Regions from separate parts of the Mus musculus genome. Here regions 1 and 3 are each linked to region 2. A link is a contact called in public Hi-C data. All regions are on one chromosome and are shown on one strand. Each heading gives the region's core, a stretch centred on a gene start, on an enhancer-like site or on the middle of the called end of the contact. The rest is flanking DNA. Distances are from core to core; before and after follow the strand shown. Region 1 has its middle 61 kb from the start of Gm23494. Region 2 holds the start of Cdh8 (cadherin 8). Region 3 has its middle 150 kb from the start of Gm15679.

Region 1 (2,815 bases), core at 120-2,619, 800 kb after region 2:
TCAAATGAAAAGTCAAAGCAATTGGAAATATTGAGCCGATTGTTAATATGGCACAGCTAGTGCATATAAATGTATATTGGATTTCAGCTTATTCTAGTGTTTATGTCTTTATTCTTATGTGTATACTCTCCTTTAGGAGTTGAATCTGATATTCTACACAGTTCATATCTGTATATATTACTCAACATGTCAGCCATATACTTGATCACAGTAGGAAACAGAATAAAGTCCATTTTCATTCTTATCTCTCTTTTTTGTTCTGTTAGTCACTCAACATATGCCTCAGTATAACGATGCCAGAGAGACTTCTGAACTGAGCTACATTTTTCAAATCTTAGATAAGTCAAGATCATATTTCATAGGCCCTGCTCTCCCTTTAAATCTTTTAACCTGGCTAACACACTAACAAGCCAGCTGGCATTTCATGTAAAAAAAAAAAAAAAAAAAAGTCCAGATTATTTTGTCATAGGATTTAAATATAACTGGTGAAAATTTTCAACTGTATCATTCAATTTCTCTGTATTTTACTTAATTGTAGACAACATGAACTAAGAAATGTAAATAATGTTTACAACCTGTTCATAATGAAAATACAAGTACATGGTCGTAGAAATTTTACTACAGCTAACTTTATATTTTAGGACACAAAGGTGTCTGGTATTCAAAAATGATTGTGATGTGACTTTTGAAACATGATTCTGAACAGAAGTTACATTGTTAAAAGTAGTTTTAATGCAATTGTTAACCTTGGGATGTCAATATTTTTCTAAAGATGGTACATGGAACTTATCAGACTCCCTACCAGAATCTGGAATAGTTGAAACATCAGATAGTCAAATGCATGCATCAAAGAAATCTTTCTGGAAACACAGAGAAGTAAGAAATCCATGATTTTTGTTGTTTCTGTTTTCCTTTCTTCTTTTTTCCTCCCCTCCCTCCCTTCCTCCCTCCCTCCCTCCCTCCCTCCTTTCCATCCTTTCTTTCTTTCTTTCTTTGTTGAAAGAAAAATCTGAAGGCAGAAAAATGTTGCATAAACTCCACAAGGTCACCAAGAGGGTGTGTGATGACTCCAGGAACAGTGGCCAAATCATTTGGGCTCATTGTCCAATGTTCAATCCACCATACCTTACTCTCTCCATGGTGTACAGTTTGTGCCTGTGCTGAAGTCATTCAAATGTGCACTTTGGCAAAGCGAGCTATTGAAGATAGCAGGAGACTCCTCCACTTTGAAAGTCTTTCCTGCATCAAGTCCAGCAGGAATGCTGGCATCCTTGTCATACTTCCACAGCACCCCACAGAGATGCTCCAGCAGGTGGGGCTCTGAGTGCCCACTGAGCATGTTAAGCCTTAACTTACACAGTTTTTTGGTATGGAACATCTGTGGGTTCGGAGAGTGAACAGATGGCGCTGAAGCATGCCAGATTCAACCCTTCTCTCCTAACTACATTCCTCCTTTAGTATCCAGAAGCCATGGGTCCTGGATGTCTATAAAGCAAGTGGGAAGAACTAAGAAAATGTCATTGTGGAAAACGAAAGCATCCTAGCTAACACATCTCATCCCTCCTGTTAACTAACATTAAGAGTATGCCATTTCACTTGACTGTTGTCAACTAGCTGTGGGCACATATGGCCAACCAAAGAAAGACTCATTTGCTTGGAGAAGTCACTTTTACCACAGATATATATTTTAATTGTATTTGAAAGTGCAAAAGTTGGAAACTTATAGGTCTATGTAATAAATATCAATGCAAGCAGGGTTCTTTCATAATATATTTGAGCTTATTTCCTTCTCCAGTATCTCAATAAAGTCAGAATCAGCAATAAATCCAGAATTTGTTAATAAAATCTGAACTTTGTCTTAGTCAGTTCTTACAGAAATACTATGAGCAGTTACCAATATGTTCATGTGTAGAGCAAAAGGTCCTTTAAGTAAATCCCATTTATTGTTGCCTTACAGGGGACATTATACTCTTTCCACCTGAAATAAAGGCAAAGATGCTTTAATTTAAAACAATCAAATGTTGGCATTTGGTATTAGGGGAAAAAAAATCATGCCAGAGTTTTAGGAACTTTGATTGGTGAAGGAAAATTCTAAGTGTAGTAGTTTCAATCATGCTTAACATCACAGACTCCAATCTTTCTTGTATTCCACCAGTCTACATGTTATTCATTATCCATTAAGATAATATAAGTTTTTAGGTAATAAGACAATAGCCAGAAAATGCAGAGCTGTACTGTGAAATGCTTTAAAAAAAATGGCATGGCTAATGTGTACATTGACTCACAGCAAATGTGTTTATCTATATGAGATCTGTACAAGGTCAAGCCAGGTCAAACACCCAGGATGTATGGAGAGAAACTTCTGAGCAGCTATTGACGATTACTGGCTTATGATAAATATAGAGGTGCTTTTCTTTTGAGAACAAACACTGAAAACCTGCCCCTGACCTGCTGGATGAGCTCCCTAGATTTGTACTAATTGGATTCAATAGATTTTGATACAATGCTTACTAAAAAAGTTCAAGATTACATAAACTTCAAACCAGGAATGAGAAGCCTTCCTTTGAGTAATTGATCAAGTTTGTTCAAGATTCCTAGAATACACAAGCTGTTGTTATTGTCTCTGGCTGCCTTCTCCCTCCAGAAGTGAATAATTAGTCACTATTAGTGAAGACACTATGAACATCAAACACAAGAGTCTAGAAGCCCCTTATCTGAAATTGATCTGGGTGCCTCCTCCCTGAAAGCTAGCTTCCTTGATACCAGAAAATGTCATAGCAGCTTCTGAGAAAGTTAAGCAATCAAGAGCGCTACC
Region 2 (2,700 bases), core at 47-2,546:
TACAGCATCAAAAAGCCAAATTTGCATAAGTATTATAAGCATATTGTGCCTATTTTTCCATTCTGCTCACTGCGTCTCATTAATTCGAGTCAGACAGTACAGGCTCCACAGCCCGTGCGTCTGCTCCTCTGCACCCCTTCTGCTGCAGCTCTGTCCCCAGATGGTCAAAAACCCATCTTCAGAGCTCACGTCTAGTCTAGTGAGTCAGAAAACAGATAAACCCCTGTCTTCCATGGAAGAGAGTTTTGAAGAAAGGTAAGGGATGTTTAATTTGTCATGTATTTCACAGTGTTTAAATGACAAACAGAGATCGATGCCGCTGAATATTTCCACGTGTTAGTCTTGATGGCCACAAGAAAAGAGACCTGGGTCTATGGGTCTGTGGCCCCTATATGCATTGGCTTATACTTGGGTGCGGATTTTGATTTGTTTTGTTTAAAAAAAAAACAAAACAACTGAGTGCTTACGAAATTCTATCATTAGACTGGGCAATCCAAGGGTAGGGCATCACTTGGTAGAAAAAGGGGAGATGCAAGGACAGTACTCTCCCCCTGAGGGGGGAGGGAGGGCAGCATGTCAGAGCCACTCTGACACAGCTTTCCAGACCCTCTCTTTATGGCCACAGCAAGTTCTACCCTTTTCCTGCCCATTCACTTCTCTGCAAATCTCTCTTGACTGCCTCTACTGTCCCTTATCTCCCCCCTCCGTCCCTTCCCCCCCCCCCCCGCCTCCCAAAGGAGTAGCAACCCTAGGGCATTAGGACTGATCGACCCACCCCCATGAAACCAGTAGTTTTATCAGGCAGTGGTCTTGCAAACATGCAATTCCTTATGCAAGACGTCTTCAGAATGAGGGAAAAGGTGAATGGTCCACGCGCTGCCGCATCCTCGCCCTCCACAGAAACCAGCTTTGGGCGTCTGAGATGCTTTTCAAGATAATGTTAGCCTTGGGGCTCAGGTGAGACCTAGAGAGAGAAAGCTGGAGGGTACCTCCTGCGCATCCTTTTCTGATCTGCCAGCAGTCTTTATCCAAGAGCTTGGCGGCGCGGCGGGCTGCGCGCAAAGCTTGGAAGGGCTCATCTTCACCCGGTGACTCCGGCGGCGGAGGCGCGCTGGGCGTGCTCGTGAGCGACCAGCGAAAAGTTGTGCGCACTCTTGGTAGGAGGAAAGGGAGTGGAAACCAAGCGCGGGAGAGCGCAGGGGCAAGGCAGGGAGGGGGCGGGGTGGGGGACTGCTTACATGAATTTCCAAGTGGTAGACCTGCCTCTGAGCTCTGCCCAATGAGATCCGTCAGGGGAGGCACCCGGCTCACTTTTCCACATCACTTCACAGTTACATTTGGCAGGCAGGCGGGCTCGCAAGCCGGAGCGCTCGGCCCAGAATTAGTGGATGGATTTGGAATCTCCCTACCTCCTCCAAGCTCCGCCACTGTCACTTTGGGCATAGACCTGAGCGTCAACACCGGAGCTGTACTTTTAGGCTGTGGACGCAGAGCCCAGCGCGCCGGCTTCGCATCCCCGCACCAGGCTCCACAGCTCTGAGAGGCATGAACGCGACCCGGAGGAGATTACCCTGCGCGCGGGGATTCGTGGACATTAGCTGTTCTCGGGAACTGACCCTCAGCTCCTCCAGCCATTTATGAACCCAGAGTCTTGAGGCTTTTCCGCATCCCGGAGCCCGACCTGAGTAAGTACTATCCCCTATCCGCGTACGCCTCCGGGCGGGGAAGAGCCGAGGGGATTGCTTCCTTTAGGAATTCCCACGCGCCCTCACTCACCATACGCACCTGGGGGATGGAGGAACGCTAGCACTGATAACCCTCCGAGCCGCATCTCCTTTCGTTGCTTCTGTAGCTGATGGGGTTGCCTTCTACCTAACCTGTTTTGCAAACTGCTCTCGGAGCCCCATTTTGCCCACCTCCAGTTCCCGCGCCACCCGTTCCTTCTTTGCAGTCGCTTGTCGGTTTCACCCTGGAGACGCAGGCAGGCGCTGCTGCAGCGGTGCGCCTTCACTGCGGGGTCGGTGCGGTGAAAGGGAAATACTCGCCTCCTGCCCAGAGGAGGCAGCGAGCTCGAGAGGAAAGCGCGTTGAGAGGCTAGAGGAGCAGGTTCCTTGTTTTCCGCATGTCCCCACCTCTTAGTCGTGGGAGGGCGACCTCCTCGGTTGGGCCGAGGGCTACCGCTCTGCTGCGAAAGCCCCAGCGCCAGGATTTTCCACAAGTGTCTGTTCCAGCCCGGGGGCGCGGTGCCAGCTGCAAACTTGCGGAGCTCCGGGGCCACCTAGCCACTCTGTAGTCATCAAGATGCTGCTCTGCACTGGCTTAGGACCCACAGACAGACCAGTCAGTAGCAGCGAGCCCGCATCCACAGCCCTCCCAAGCACCCAATGACTTCTCCCTATCCCAGAGCCCACAGTGCATAAAGATTCGCAGTGATCTCCGTGCTTAGCTTTAGCCAACCCTGGGGGTCCAGCCGCGCCCCTGCCAGACAGCAGGCGAAAGGGACTCCTGGCTATGTTCCGCCAGCGTGGTAACAGGTTCATAAGAGACCTACCCTGGTTTCCTAAGGCTCTAGCCAAGCCTGGTAAACCGGGTAAACGTGATGCCTCCGATGCTGATACCAACAGGTATCCAACAATTCCTCCGATTTTTTTCCTTCTTCCTAAGACTAAAACCTCACCTTGCCCAATGCTGTAAAATTCT
Region 3 (2,700 bases), core at 158-2,657, 550 kb after region 2:
AACAATGTTGTCTAAGAGGATATCAGGAACTATGAGGACAAGTAATAGAAATTAATAAAAATGTAGGAACAGCTTTTGTTTGTTGACACAGTAAAGTATATTGGAAAATATTTGCATTTATGATTTTAGTAAAAATTGAAAGGGTTAAAACAGAATATGAAGAAATTCCATCAAAGATTTGACAGCTGTATAATTATCTTCTCTAGAAACATAACTAAAAACTGTCAGAAAATATGCAATCACATGATTCCAAATTTGTTTAAAATGTGCTTTGTATCAAATGTAGGTACCCATTCTCTTTTATTTTATGTTTCTAAAGCTAAGATATTCCAACATGAAGCATGATATTAGTCATCCTTGTATTACAGGTTAGAAATGTAAGCATCAAAAAGTTATGTATTTAACTCATAATCACTTGTAAGTGATGTTCAAGTATAAGGAGAGCTGCATATAGATTTCTTAACAGTTAAAAATTTAAAACTGTATATTAGAACTCTGATTGCCAGAAAGCTTTTTCCATGGAGGATGGTCATGCTGTGTCAGCATTATTAAGGACATGTAGTGAGTCCTCAATATCCAACCAGCCATATGAGCTTCTCATCTATAAGCATATTACACACTTTCTTAGTCCCACAAAAGTAGTCAGCAGAGAATATTCTTGGAATTGTAATTTAGATTTGAGGACAAATATGAATGGTTGTATTATTTTAGTCCAAGACAGTGGACATAACTTCATTATGAGGTTTTCTTAATTTTCCCAGAAGAAGCAAGGAGAGCTGGTCTTTTCCATTTTTGTCACACATTTCCACACTTTTCTCTATACACAGAGAAAGCAATCAAGGAGAAGGCATTGCCTCTTAGGAGAACCTAAGCCAATGTTTCACATTCTCAAGGATTTAAAATTTCCACTCCTTTCTTCTATTGGACTTTAAGAATAAAGTTGACTACATCAAAGGCAGTAAAATGCAGAGGCTAGGAAAGACTCCCATAAAGACACACACTTACATATATACACTATCCACACTCTTATACACACACCATACACCCACATACCATATTCACTCACACACATACTTATACACTACACATATATAACACACACACACATACACACTCTCATGCACACACACCATACATATACACTCACATACATCATACACATACACTCACACCCACCATACACACACACACACACACACACACACACACACACACACACCACAAAACCAGAGAGTACCACAGAGACAGAAACAGAGGCAGAAACAGACAGAGACACACATAAAGAAAACATAAATATGACTGAATAATTTAACTCATGAAAAGAAGTTTGACTGCTAAAAGCAGTGAGAATTCAGGGAGTGAGCTGGCAGCAGTCGCTGTCAAAGGATTAATAAAGGAAGCATCTGCTAGGGACAGGTGGCAGCCCAGCAGAAAAGGAAATAAAGGCTTCTGGTGTAAAATAGAAAATGTAAGGAAAAACACTCTTTCGTTTTTTTTCCATTAAAAAAACCAACCTACTTGTGTTCATTAATGACATTACTCCCATTTCCAGTGAGACCTAGGACTGTGAAAGACACCAGCCCCTATTGCCTTTATAAAAATTTTGTTACAGAAAGACATAAAATCAAAATGTAGATGCATACTCTTTGTTAGTTACATAATCTTTGTTAGTTAGAATCTGGAGATTCTAAAAGAAACACCATATTAAATAGAGATTATTGGAAATTATGACAAAAACAACCATCAGAAAAGTATGCTGAAGGAGGTTTCACTTCATCGGTGAGGAATGAGAGGGAAAAACACTCTCACTAAAAAAAAAAACACGGTGTCCATTGAAGGCTCAATGCCAAGGCCATCCCTGCTCCTTGGCAGTATACAGGGATGCTCTCTGTGTCTGTCTCCTGGCTCCTCGGGTTTCACAGTCACAGAACGGAAAAGCTCATAGGAGCTGCAAGTGAATTGCTGATGAACAATTGGACCATTCTGTGACTTTGTAGCCTAAAGTGTAAAAGATAAGTTGAAAGTTAGATTGTAAAGATGGGAGGTCTTTTTACAGAACTGGTTGGTAACATCTGCATGTAGTCTATCACAGCAGTTTGAAAGACAACCAGGGATATTCCCCATTAGATGTGCACCGTTTAGACAGCACTTCTTAATACTCATCCCTACCTTCTAATGCTGGTTCAGAATTATCTTGCCCAAACATTTATAAATTTCAGAAAGAGTACTGAGACTTTTTCAAATGTGCTTGCTTTCTTTCTTCTCACTTGTATGAGCCACGTATACCTGATTATAGAAGACTCTAAGTAATTACAAAACAGACACACTTATTCTGAATATCTATTAAAATGCTTGCACTTGCGGAATTATTGCTGCCAACACAAAGAGTTCTCTCACACACATTTGGGTTAACAACTTCCTCACATATTGGTCCTGAAGGTGACAATTGAGAAGGAAGACACTAGAGCTTAAACTAATGAGTTAGAAAATATTGTTGTTTGAAAATTATTCATTGTTATTGTGTATATATGATGTACTGTGTACATGAGCAAGTGCATCCATGCTTGTGTGTGTGTGTGTGTGTGTGTGTGTGTGTGTGTACGTGCATGTGCGCGCGCATGAGTGTGGGGGTTGGGCACTAAAGGAATAATTTGTCTCATTATGTGATAGGTTCCAGATGTGGCACTCAAGTCCTCGGGC

The links. Hi-C and Micro-C count contacts between places; a contact is called where the count stands out from the background.
Region 1: a Hi-C map of cerebellum shows a contact between it and region 2, with 4 times the contacts expected there. The contact joins the enhancer-like site here to the promoter of Cdh8 in region 2. A contact is called at or near these places in 2 of 39 promoter capture datasets (hippocampal neurons and liver), 3 of 484 Hi-C or Micro-C datasets (cerebellar granule neurons, cerebellum and cerebral cortex) and 1 of 115 datasets of contacts at active chromatin or transcription factors (embryonic forebrain).
Region 3: a Hi-C map of cerebellum shows a contact between it and region 2, with 3 times the contacts expected there. The contact joins the enhancer-like site here to the promoter of Cdh8 in region 2. A contact is called at or near these places in 1 of 39 promoter capture datasets (hippocampal neurons) and 3 of 484 Hi-C or Micro-C datasets (brain, cerebellar granule neurons and cerebellum).

The regions. Positions count from the first base shown.
Region 1 is chr8:98,612,570-98,615,384 of GRCm38.p6, reverse strand. No RefSeq gene overlaps it. Among named protein-coding and RNA genes, the nearest start is that of Gm23494, 61 kb to the left of the region's middle. Within about 2 kb of position 1,369, at least 4 of the 459 cell types and tissues checked have an H3K27ac peak or open chromatin away from gene starts, as enhancers often do. A contact at or near this core is called in cerebellar granule neurons and cerebellum, where this site is marked.
Region 2 is chr8:99,415,067-99,417,766 of GRCm38.p6, reverse strand. It overlaps Cdh8 (cadherin 8), which reads left to right and starts at 1,296. Exons shown (of 12, transcript NM_007667.3): 1 at 1,296-1,685. A330008L17Rik (RIKEN cDNA A330008L17 gene) reads right to left here and starts at 1,093. Exons shown (of 5, transcript NR_132435.1): 1 at 990-1,093.
Region 3 is chr8:98,860,553-98,863,252 of GRCm38.p6, reverse strand. No RefSeq gene overlaps it. Among named protein-coding and RNA genes, the nearest start is that of Gm15679, 150 kb to the left of the region's middle. Within about 2 kb of position 1,407, at least 7 of the 459 cell types and tissues checked have an H3K27ac peak or open chromatin away from gene starts, as enhancers often do. A contact at or near this core is called in cerebellar granule neurons and cerebellum, where this site is marked.